Regions from separate parts of the Gossypium raimondii genome. Here region 1 is linked to region 2. A link is a contact called in public Hi-C data. All regions are on one chromosome and are shown on one strand. Each heading gives the region's core, a stretch centred on a gene start, on an enhancer-like site or on the middle of the called end of the contact. The rest is flanking DNA. Distances are from core to core; before and after follow the strand shown.

Evidence for each region. A called contact is a pair of places that touch in the nucleus more often than the background predicts.
Region 1: a contact with region 2 is called in a Hi-C map of leaf, with 2.2 times the contacts expected there. The contact joins the promoter of LOC105783996 here to the promoter of LOC105783032 in region 2. A contact is called at or near these places in 2 of 2 Hi-C or Micro-C datasets (both in leaf).

What each region holds. Positions count from the first base shown.
Region 1 is chr2:17,174,708-17,181,355 of ASM2569854v1, forward strand. LOC105783996 (glutathione S-transferase TCHQD) reads left to right here and starts at 3,895. Exons shown (of 3, transcript XM_012609731.2): 1 at 3,895-4,048; 2 at 5,006-5,310; 3 at 5,730-6,527. The coding sequence starts at 5,102. The coding sequence ends at 6,318.
Region 2 is chr2:16,980,628-16,987,130 of ASM2569854v1, forward strand. It overlaps LOC105783032 (protein kinase STUNTED), which reads right to left and starts at 4,340. Exons shown (of 10, transcript XM_012608200.2): 1 at 3,940-4,340; 2 at 3,722-3,819; 3 at 2,335-2,584; 4 at 1,498-2,244; 5 at 1,158-1,406; 6 at 911-1,074; 7 at 740-819; 8 at 485-632; 9 at 248-397; 10 at 1-158. The coding sequence starts at 4,135.

The DNA of each region.
Region 1 (6,648 bases), core at 2,645-5,144, 190 kb after region 2:
CATCTTGCTATTCAATTTGGTTTATTCAAATTTAAAATTTAAAAGGATCGTATTTTTAAAATCTTTTCAAAATTTCCACTCTAAGACATAAAACAATCAATTCGGTACCAATTTTGGGCATTACGAGGGTGCTAACCCTTCCTCGTACGTAACCGACTCCCGAACTTACTTTCTCGTATTTCGCAGACCAAATTTGTTTTTTTATGGTAAACCGGTCACACCTTAACAAAAGATCGGTGACAACTCCTATTTTATTTTTAAAATTAATCCCCGTTTTTCAAATAAAAAATGGATTCGACAGTTATGTTGCTTGGCATCCATCTCTTTTAATGGCTCCATAATGATCTTTTAGTGAATGAAACCAACCAGGCTGAAGAGCCACTCTTGATCCATTTTAACAGCCACCATAATAAGCTTTAAGTAAATGAAACCGATCAGACTTGAAAAGTTATTCTTGGTCCTATGAATAGTCACCTACAAGATAAATAATTAAACATTAAACATTGACAACTTTTTATATTCTTATTCAGCTGAAATATTTTAACTTAAAACACACATATTTATGATAGAAATCAGCATAATATAAACACACACGCATGTGTTTAAGAACATATGACTCCAACCTATGCTTAAACATAATTAACATATAAAACACTTAAACATAATGCATGACTTAATTAAGTGTAAACTTATTAAACTGGCATTTAACTTAATTAGTGACACACTAAACTCTTATGACACAAACTCATAATTAACATATGAGACACATAAATAAAATGCATGACATACTAAAATGCCAAACTTAATTAAAGATGTAAACTTATGAAACTGAACTCAAACTCATTTGAGGTTTTATCCAACTCTTGGATAAGCATTTGACTTGGTCTTGGCCCAATCAGAACATGATTAATTTGGACTTGTTCCAACGTCCACACATAGGCCCTTTAAACTCTTCTTTGACCCATTTGGTTCGACCCTCCATAGTTGACCCAATTGATAAACACAAAGGATCAAGAATTCAACCCAACATCAACTTATTTCTTCTTATCAAGAATCACATCATAAAAGAATATTAACTAAATTCAAAAAGAGTGAAAAGTACAGAAATTAGAGCATATCTTAGCCTCCACTTTAAATTTTTTATATACAATAATAAATTTTGGGTAAACTACTCATATTAGTCACTCTAAAATTATTTCATTCATATTTTGGTTAATCTAAATTTTTTTATCAAATATAACACTGTCATTAATAAGTATTCTTGTTTTGGCATTGTTTCGGTAAAACCAAATAAAAAGCTGACTAGGATACCACATATTAAAATAAACTTGAAAAAAAAAACAAGTTTACATGTATTAAAAATAAAAAAAAAGGGCAGCACGATGACATTTCAAGTAAAGAAAAAAAAACATAAAGAAATTGGTAAAACATAGAGATAACTTTTGGGAAAATTTTGGGAGTATTTCAAAAGTTTAGGGTTTGAATTCGGGTTTAGGGTCTGATTTTAGGTCTAATTTGAGATTCTAAAACACTCAATTTTTCTCCAAATTTTCCAAAAGTTATCCCAAATTTCACCTTTGTTTTATTTTTTCAGCTTTTATTTTTATTATGTGTAAATTGTTATGAATATCTTATTAAGTGGATGTCCATCAAAATCAAGATCAGTTTTGATGTACTTTAAATTCTAAATAGAGACTTTATGTTTTTTATGCCTATAAATAGAGACTTTAGAGAAGCTTTATAAATATTCCGATTGATCAATAAAATACGCTCTTTCTTTGCTCTCTCATTCTTTTTGTTCTTTATTCTCTGTTTGTTATTTTATATCATGTAGAATATGAGAAAGTATGTGATGTTTTCATGAGGGGGAGTAAATACGCGCCGTACTCTCTTCCTCTTAACCGAAATTTTGTCCCATTAAGTTTTCCTGGTAAGGTTTTTAATAAGGCAGCATATTATATATATGTGTATTTTTTTTCTTTCACTAATTTTTTTCCCACAGGGTTTTTATCTTAGTAAGGTTTTAACAAGACACATTATCTACCAATAGATATCCAAAGGGGAGTGTTATGAATATCTTATTAAGTGGATGTCCATCAAGATTAAGATAAGTTTTGATGTACTTTAAATTCTAATAGTGATTAGAAATAGATCTCTACTTCATTTATACTTTTATGCCTATAAATAGAGACTTTTGAGAAGCTTTGTAAATATTCCGATTGATCAATAAAATACGCTCTCTCTTTACTCTCCCATTCTCTTTATTCTTTATTCTTTATCTTTTATTCTATAACATAAACTTATTTTTTCAACTTTTATTTTTAATACATGGCATCTTATAAAGTCAATTTTTCATTTGGGTTTTAACAAAATAATGAACAAAATAAGAATACTTACTAACCACAATACTATATATTTGATAAAAATAATTAAGTGATGAAATGGAAATAAAATAATTTTAGAATAATTACTTGACTAGTTTGTTACATTTTTTTCTTTGAATTACAATTTCTAGTAAGCGTTAAACAGCGTGGCTTTGTATTTTCTTAACTGTCAAGTTCTAAGGACAGCCTTTAACAGATCAGTTTCCACTTTTTATCATCCTTAGCCTACGCGCTGCCTTGGGAAAATGAACCTCACTTGCTCCCTTTTAGCAAATTACTCCTTTTTTGCTTTCTATACTTTTAAATGTATTTTTGGTCATTTCATTATAAAAGTATAAAATTAAAATATTTATATTATTTATTTATTATTTTAAGTATTTGATTGAATTGGTATCACCCATCAATTAAGCTCTAATTAAATTGAAAATGTACTAAAAATTTCTTATATTGTCGTGTGGGTGTTTTTATTTTTAATATTTTTATATAAAATTAATAAAAATTTAGATATAAATAGATTCGAACTTTACATCATATCATCATAGTATTTAAACATATAATTTTACTATTTCAGTCAAATTTTATTTTATTTTATATAAATTTTAATAAATATATTATATTATGGTACATTTACGATATGGGTGAAAATCATAATTATATAATAAAATATTTATAAAAGAATTAATACAAATAACAAATGAGGATTTGATTAAATAATAAAGTTATAAATATTGAAATCCTATTATACAATAATAGTTTTCTATTTTAATATAAAAATATAAAATGATAAAAACATTAAATAATACAATAATCATTACTTAACAGAGCTTGTGAAACAAATTCGTGTTTAATTATTTATATTATATTTAATATTGAAAATATTTCTGAAAGGAAAATCTAATAAAATTCAAACGGATTTGACATATCAAATTAACTATTTTGTGCATTAATTACAAATGAAATAGCAAAGAATTTATACTCCAATCCAATTAGATTTTGGGACCATTCCTATTTTGCACTTACAAAAGAAATTACATGTATTAGATCTAGGAGTGTTCAAATTAACTAATCGAATCGATCTAATTTGGTTAATTAATTATCGATTAATTTCGCTTGAAATTAGCTAATTAATAAAATTAATTGAAATATTTGTTGTTTTCAAAACTTATGTGGTGTTCGGTTGTTAACCGAAATATTTGTTGTTTTAATGTCTTATTTATTATTTTTACCTCATTTAAAGCTTTTAAACTTTTAAATAAAAGAAAATGTACCTATACTTATTCAAACAAAAATATATAAATATATAAATTTTGATTAATTCAAATAATCGACTGAATTAATTGAAATATTTTAATTCAATTAATATATTTAAAAAATATTAATTGATTAATTAAAACCATCGTTTCAACACCCATAATTTGAGGGGCAGTGTAACAGGGTTCCTATCTTTTTGCTTTGCACCTTCCAATTGGAAACTCCTTATTCTTATATAATGCACAATAAAAGAGAAAAAAACAACTTTTTAAGTAAAAGCGCACTTTCTATGAATTATTCATCTTTCGATCCTTTTCAATTTCTCTAAATATACAGTATATAATAATAAACCCACATCAACCCAAAAAAAAAAACACTGTAGGACCCTTGTTGAAGCTTCCACTCTCATCTCGGTAAGTTTTTTTTCTGGGAAAACTGTTCTGGTTTGTTAAGTTGAACCCATTAAATTTCATGGTTTTTTTTTTTAAATTCTGATTTACTTCTACTGGTATCAACATCTTAGCAGTTAGGTTTCCTTGGTTATGTTCTGTTTGATTTTTTGGTTGTTTTAAAAGCTTCCAGACTTATACTTCAATTTAATTTGTAACTTCCATGATGATGTATTTTCCCTTCCTGAACTGTAATTTTCGTTAACTACAGTTTTGCTTTCCCGCACTTGGCTTTGAACAATTTGTGGAGTTTATTTAATTGTCTGCATGAATTGAATTGAATTTTTGTTGTTGGCTTTTATGAAACATTATGGTCTTCTTGTTGGTTTATTTCTTTAATGGGTTTTTAGAGTTGTTTTTTTTTTTTGTTTGTTTAAAGTTTGCCCTCCAATGCATATGATTTCTCTTTTTGGATTGAGGATTCTGCAATTTTGAGGTGAATTGATGTTATAAGGTTTTGGAAAATCATTACATAAGTGTTAAGGTTGTCTCTTTAGGTCTTAAGTTTTATATAAGCTTGCTTTAGTTCCAAAGAAAATTCATTTACATACATGATTTTGAATCTGAAATCTAGTTATAATTGCCCTGTACTTCATAGGAATCATGACAGTGGCTCACTGTTCTGTTAAAGAATTCTGGGAATAAACTTAGCATTTTTTAAGGTTAACCAACATGACTTAACCTTAATGTTCTAATTGAGGATCATACTGTTGTTGTTGTTGTTGTTGTTCTTTTTCAGTCTAATTAACACATATATGCAGAGTGGCCCTTCCATTGCTGCTTTTCTTTTCTGTTCATGGATTCCACTGTTGGTCTTATCGAATCATTAATGCTTTAAATTGTTGTGATTTTCTCAGGTTCTTTTCTATTAAATTTGATGAAATTGCTGATCAGACATTCTTGTTACTGTTTGATTTGCAGACCTCATCAATTCTTGTTCTTGATTGTGGTGTGATAAAGAGTTTCAAAGTTGGTGAAAACAGTGTTTTAATGTTTCAAAACATTGTTAATTGAATCATGCAATTATATCATCATCCATGCTCATTGAACAGCCAAAAGGTGAGGCTTGCTTTGGAAGAGAAAGGCGTTGATTACACCTCATTTCATGTCAATCCTATTCTTGGCAAGAACATGGACTCTTCCTTCTTCAGGATGAATACGAGTGCCAAACTCCCAGTTTTCAAGAACGGTTCTCATATCATTTTCGACACTATTGAAACTATCCTGTATGTTCTCTATCTTTCATTCACAATCGAAATCTGCATTGCAACAACCACTAGAATTGTCTTTATGGTACTTGGTAATGGGTTCTTGAAGAGGACCAAAGGTGTTCTATATTACTCTGATTCTTCATTTTTTTGTAAAATATTTGTGTCCAAAACTTGTGTCCCTATTGGACATATATCTGAATCTGACACTCACCCCGAATCAAGGTAATGTAGGTCATGTCTCTTACTAATTGCTTTTAAACCTTAAAAGTAATTGGAAAGTACAGCATATCTGCTCCTTTAAGATTTCTATGATGAAAAGGTGTCCCATTTTTCATATGTAAAAGAAGTATTCTGATCGAATATGTTTCAGAAATCAGTCAGTCCACCATTGTTACTTAAAGGGAAGATTCTAAAGTTAGCAAAGATAATTGCAGGTACATTGAAAGAATTGCTGTGGTCTCAGTTGGTAATGATTCCTTTAGCAACCAAGAAGTAATTGAATGGATGCAAAAGATACAACAATGGAACCCCAAGTACTTCACCCTATTGCACATTCCTGACAAGCACCGCCTCTACGTTTCTAAATTCATAAGGAAAGTGGTGATTGCTCGGATGGCCGAATCACCAGACCTTGCTAGTGCTTACCACAGCAAGCTTAGAGAAGCATACGAGACCGAGGAGAAGCTGAAGAATGCTGATCTTGTTAAAAGGAGCACAGAAAGCTTGGTCCAATTGCTTGATGAAGTTGAAAGAAAGCTGAATGACACAACATATATTGTAGGGGATGAGTTCACGATGGCGGATGCGACATTCGTACCCGTGCTGGCTCGATTGGTGCTTCTGGGTTTGGAAGATGAGTATATAAGTTGCAGGCCAAACATAGCAGACTACTGGGGTTTGGTGCAACAAAGGCCTACCTATAAAAAAGTTATAGGAAAATATTTTAATGGCTGGAGGAAGAAGAAAACATTAATAAAAACTTGGGGCTCACTTCATATCAGAAATTTGCTGAAGAGATACTAAGGATTTGTGGGTTACAGGTGTACTGTAAATTGATAATACATAAAATGAGTTGGAAAAGGAAATTGCAACTGTATGTAACTTTTGCTTCTTGTTATGCTTTTCACCAGGGTCTTTTTTTTTTTTCAATTGGTAAATTTGGTAAAATAAGAGATGTTGATATAAATGTGGAGTTGAAGGATTTAATGTATTATGATTGATTCCAAGGTTGATATGGTTGTTTCTCATGCATTCAGACTTGTCCCTTTCTGCTATCTGAAGAAGTTACCCAAATCATAGGAGGAATGTCTGGTTCTTTTACAGAAAAGCAGACTCCCAAAAGCATAGTTTTCA
Region 2 (6,503 bases), core at 3,090-5,589:
TCTTCCTCCACATCAAGCAATGCGAGGCTAAGATGGGATTGAAGATTGGAGCGACCAGGACAAGCTTCATCATCCAATGTATCGGATCCTTCGGAGGCATTCACTTGCAGTCTTGCCCACTTAGTCACATCAGCATCACCTTGTAGGAGCTTCACAACCTTTGGCCATCACATTAAACAAACTTAATTATTAATCATCCATTTTCACAACCAGTAATCCAGAGTAGAAAAGATGAAAGATGACTTACAACGCCCATTTGCGGTCTAGCACGTGGGGCACGTCTAAGACAAAGGGTGGCAGCGAGAACCATCCTCTCCATCTGGTCACAATCATAGCCATCAGCCAAGCTTGGGTCTAATAATTGGGAAACCTTCCCACCACTTAAAATTGGCTTTGCCTGGACATTGGTCAAATTTACTTTAGATACGAAATTGAAAGATGGAGTGATACGAGTCACATGGATTGAGCAAAAAGGACCACTTACCCACATGACCAAACTCTCTTGGCCTTTTGGACAGTCATTGCTTATAGGTTTTCTTCCAGAAAGTAGCTCAAGCAACACCACCCCAAATGCATACACATCAATCTTGTCGTTTACTTTCCCATACATGAAGTACTCAGGAGCCAAATACCTGAAACAATGTGGGATTTTTTTTTTCCATTTTTTTTATTTATTTTACCCCTTGAAATAAATGAACACAATTAGAAACCAAATAATTTACAAGTGAAAATGACATACCCAAAGGTCCCTGCAACATCTGTGCAGGTTATATGCGAAGAAGAGGTTGATGCCCATTTAGCAAGTCCAAAATCCGAGAGCTGCATATATCGGGAAGCAAAACATGGGAATTTATGTATGCAAACATCGTTTCAGTTTCTTAAAAAAAAAAAATACAAAACTGAAAGATACCTGGGGCTCAAAATCATCAGAGAGTAATATGTTTGAAGATTTAACATCCCTGTGGATCACAGGGTGGTCACTGTTAGTATGCAGATAATCTAAGGCCTCAGCCACCCCAATTGCCACTTTATATCTTTCACTCCAACCAAATGCACCACGATCCTTCTTATTACCTGAATTATCAATAACCAACTTTAGAAACTACTTCCCGACATCAAGCGACTTAATTAATCATACAATCATATCGATTACTTACCATGAAGGTTTTCTTCAAGGCTTCCTCTTGATAAGAAATCATAAACCAAGAGAAGGTTATTATCCTCATAGCAGAATCCCAAGAGGGATATAATGTTCTTATGATGTAATGTAGTAATGATCTCGATTTCCATAACAAACTCCTTCAATACTTCTTCTGAAGGCTTTAGGATTTTCACCGCGAGTTCCTTGCCGTCTCGAAGGCAACCCTTGTAAACCTGACTACTGCCTCCTTTACCAATCAAGTTTTCTGCAAAAACACAAACCAGTAAAAGCAAGTTCAAGTCAATTGGTTCCCAAAGGAGGGTGTTGCAAAGAGGAATGATGAGTTTGAAACAAACCAGCCAAGAAATTCGATGTAGCCGAAACCAGTTCTTGGTACTTAAATAATCTGCAAGTTGCAGAGTATTTCTCATGAAGACCTTCTAATTCTTTTGGCAGGTTTATTAAGTTGTCATCAGGAGAAAGTGGAGCAATGGCATTTTCATTACTAACCGGAACGATTGCGCCGCTTTCTCCATCAAAATTAGAGGCCTTAAATTCGGTTTGATCACAGTCTTGTTTCTTGTCTGAATTTGTTAACAAAAGAGTACGCCTAGAGGGCAACCGCATCACCCACTGAACCACAGAAATCTGCCTCGACGAAGATCGGTCAGGAACTTGATGTCGTCTATCCGATAAAACCGCACGGCGAAGTAAAGGCCAACCAGGTCTAATTTCAGGCAACTGTTTGATCAACATAGAAATCGAACCAGATGCAGCCTCAGTTCTTTTAACAGGCACTATAGCCAAGGATTTCTCTCTATCATTATCATCATCACCGCAGTTTGCAGATTGGTGACAAGAATCATGCAGCAATAACTTATTTCCAGATCCACAAACCGAGCAATTTTCCTTTCCATCACTCTCAAAGTTGCCCGAACCGGCTTTGATTAAGGCCTGCTCGAATCTCTTGTCCTTGGTCTCATAGGAAACCAGATTGGCCTCGGCATTGGCAATCCCTTCACTTAGTACTTTGGAATTCTTGTTCAATGTTATGGTTCGGTGAAGCGCATTAAGCAAGCTATTTCGTTTATGATCTTCATTTCCTGGAGGAACAAAGAAGAAATTCCTTAAAATACACGAAAATCTTACATGACATCCAAGAACTGGATGACCAACCAAAACAAAATCTTTACCTTTTGCCCCAAAAGTGGTCCCTGGAGAACCCTCCCTGTGGAACACCACTTTCCCATTATTAACAGCAAGAACAGAACAGTTGTTGGATAGTTTCTTAGCACAGTACTTGGCTACCGATGTCGATGACCGGATTTTATGGAGTTTGGCGGCGGTTCCAACTATAAGCTTAGTTGCAGAATAAGATTTTGCTTCTCTCACTAAAATTTTGCGAATTGAAGAACCTCTGCATATCTTAAGTTTGAGATCCACCTGCAACATAATTACCCAAAACCGATTTATATCTTTTTTCTAAGCCTTAAATTTGATACGTGAAATGCTTAATCAATTGTTGTTAGCAGTCTAATCAGGTTGCAAGTCTAATCGTGAATTTCTTTTATTTTTTAATTCATCTCTTTTTGACTTTTACTATCTTCTTCCTGCTTCTCTCTTTCTCTAGCACCGGCCTGCTGTCTATCTTCACCTTTAACGTTATGAAAGCTTAAAAATGGAAATAGTGGGACGTTATTGCCGCTATCAATTGTTGTGATTTATATTCACAATCGTTTTCTTTCCGATAGCGGTGGCAGGTGGCGGCGGTAGCGCTCACATTTTCGGTCATTGCTGTAGTGTTGGTGAATTTTTTTATTTATTTTAAATTTAATAATCACTAACATGATTATAAAAACTCTTTGTTTTCTTGATTTTTGAGGTATTTTATGGTCTTATTTAATATTTTTATAATGATATTTATTCATATTTGTATTTAAAATTTAAAATCAGGTATCAATATACAGGTTATTAAGATAAATATAAAATATAATGATTTTTTTAAAAACCTAAAAAAATATATTTTTTTATTATTGTAAATATAAATATGCATTAACTAAAATGTTAATCCCTTCCCATTTTTTCTCCCCAGAACTGTGCCTGTTGCGTTCTTATTTTAATAAACACCCTATATTTTAACTCATTTATGAACTTTCCCCATCTTCACCGACCAAACTTTTCCCTCTCTTTTAGATCTTGAGAATCAGTTATTCATCAACGATGTTAGAAATCCTTCACCTGACCTCCATTTTCTTTATTATTCTAGGATCCTAGGGTGCTCTTGTTTTTATTTGTTAGAACCACAATACGGGACGTGATCTATATTCACGGCCGCCGTGGCTGGTGGTGGCGCTATTGCTAAATAGCGGCCGCTATTTCAATCCTAAGTGTAACTATAGCTAAATTGAGCATGCAGGGAAAGACCAACTTTCCCATTTCTGATTTTCCTTCATTTTCCAATTGACCAAACAGGAAAGAAAAATGAGGTTAACAAATTTATCATAGGGAAAAAAGAAGGTAAATTGTTATAAAAAAATTTTAAAAAAAGAAAGAAAGAAAAAGTAGATCATGAAACCGAACCTGTTTCAAATTACAGAATCCTTCATAAACAGCAAGAACAGAGTCAAACGCTTTGACAAGCGACAGAAGTGAAGATTTTCCATCTCGATCCACGATTTCTACACACACACAAAATCCAAATCCCACTTCAATAAACCAGACAAAAAATCAAGCCCCAGAAATATTTTCAAAAGAAAAGAAAATTTAAACCCTGAAACAGGAAAAAAAAATCTACTGACCATTGTTACCAAGAACATGAAGAGCAATGACACAGTCACCAGGCTGAGCCACCTTAACCAAAGCCCACGTTAAAAGCTCTCTGCTTGGTGAATCAAGCTTTACTCCAACAACCACCGTCCCTCCACCACCACCATCACCAGCAGCAGAAGCAACCGTCTCTTTGTCTCCAACAAAACCATTCTGTACCATTTTCATTTCTGTGTCAAAACAGAGTATGTTTCAGAGCAGGTGTTCTTGACCAAAGTTGAGGATCATGTTAAGAGTTTATAAATGGAAGAGTTAGGTTGTGAAGGAAGGTAGAGGAGAGGCAGAAGCAGTGTTTGAGAGCGTTTTTTTAGGCTTAACCGTCAGTAGTTTGCTTTTCAAGTTCTCCAACCACACTAGATAGAGAAAGGGAGGAAGAGACGACTTGTTTTTTATAAACACAAGTTGAAAAATTATTAAACAATTTATTTCTTTAATTGTTTATTTAATGGGGGGGTTTTTTTCTCAAAAGCAAATTGTAGGAATTAATAATAATAATAATAAAAGTGCTGCCCCTGTAAAATATAGATTCTTAGGTTTTAAATAATAATAAATTTCATTAAATGGGCATGGGCGCTACTAAAATGCTACAGACCAAAGCTTTTGCATCATGCTGTGGAAAAAGAACACAAACGCACCCAATTTTGTTATTTTCTCTCTTTCTTAGTACTTGGGGTAAAATGTAAAATTCAACTATGAGTTTGAAGTTGATAGCACGGCTGCATCGCTATTTGCTACCCATGCTTCCCCTCTTCTCATATTTGACAGTAAACATAACTCCCCACTAATTTATATATATACCGAAATTTATGAATTTAGGTCGTTGTTATTTATTTATGGGAATAGACCGTTTTCTAAGAGAGAAAGTGAAAATATGTCTTATAGGGTACGTTTTTAGGTAGCGATAACATTCCTCCCAACAATCCTAATTTCAACGGTTACATCCCCCAACAGTCATATTCTTTTTTCTATATAAATTCCTCTAAACTTCATTCTTTTCCATTCAAATATATTCTCTTAATAATTTCATTTTAAATCTTTCTCTCAATCCTATTCTCTTCGATTTTATTTTATTCCTTTTAATTTGTAAAATGGTAAATCAACTTATTTGTTTGGATAACAAGCACATCTCCGACATCCAGTTACAAATGGTAAGAAAATATTATTAATTTATTTAATTTTAATTAGTTAATTATTATGTTGTTAATATTATTAATATTATAATTTTTTATGTTTATATACTCAAGCCAAAAATTAAATTTTGGAGACATACATACACAATTTATGTGTGAGTGCACCGGCTGTCATTCATGGACATTTGCAAGATTCGAGATTCTTGTACGTGGCTCACATGCTCGGGGGGACTAAATTGGATCCCCCACTTATAAGTGCTTCGGTGGAAAAATAGAGGCCCGAGAGACACACATTCCATCTTCCTCGCAATGAGTGTACAATTACACTCGAGGATGTTGGTTTACAACTCGATCTACTGGTAGATGGGGAAGTCGTTACAAAGGCAGTGGTGAGTGCCAATTAGAGCGCAACATGCGAGCAACTACTAAGGAAAGTGTCAAACAAGTTTAAAGGTTGCCAGATCGATATGGGATGTTTGGAGGAGAACTTCAAACATATTGACGCCTCCTTGAGTGGCATTGAACAAGAACAATTCGCTCGAACATCCATTTTGAGGTTGATTGGGGGTTTGCTTATTCTAGATAAATTTTAAAATTTGGTACATTTAAGGTGGCTACTATTATTAGTCGACTTGAAAGAAGCAAGATGACTCAATTGCGGATCAATAGTGTTAGCGACATTGTACCGAAAGATGTACTAGGCCACAAAACCAGAAAAAGTTGAAACTGTCGGTTGCATGCTCCTTCAATCATGGGCATGGTATCGGCTACCATTTTTACAGCCCCAAGTGGACCCCCTTATGAATCCCCACTCGTAATATGGTGAAATTCATTTGATCATATCATTATCCTAATTTTTTTCAGTGTTGTAATTTTAAAATAACATGTTATTTGAATAAGTGGAACAATCGCGCAAGAAACACAGGTATACTGACTAAGCTCGAGGATATTCGATTAACTTTAGATAAAAAAATCAGAATAGGAGGTTAGTTTATGAAATTTAAAGTTATATAAGATTTACTTTAGCATTTGAATTTAAATATTAGGCACATGCTAAAATTTATAAATTCATACTACAGTTTGAATGGATGTCACATGCCGATCCAAGAATTCAAGAATGCATCCCAATCGACTTTTTTGGCCAATCGCAACATCTAGCACGTCAAAGTGTCTTTGATCATTTTTGCAATGGTTGAGATGCACGAATTCGACGAAGTGATGCGGCAGTTTGGGTGTACACAACGTATTCTACCGCCACCCCAGGATTTCAATGACCTACACAAGATCAACTTGTGGGGGAGACTCGAGGAAGATCAGTCAAGATTCCACAATAAGTATATCGAGATGTAGTAGTGAAAGTACAATTACTTGCCAAGGCGTGAACCATTTCTCACATCTAAGTTGGC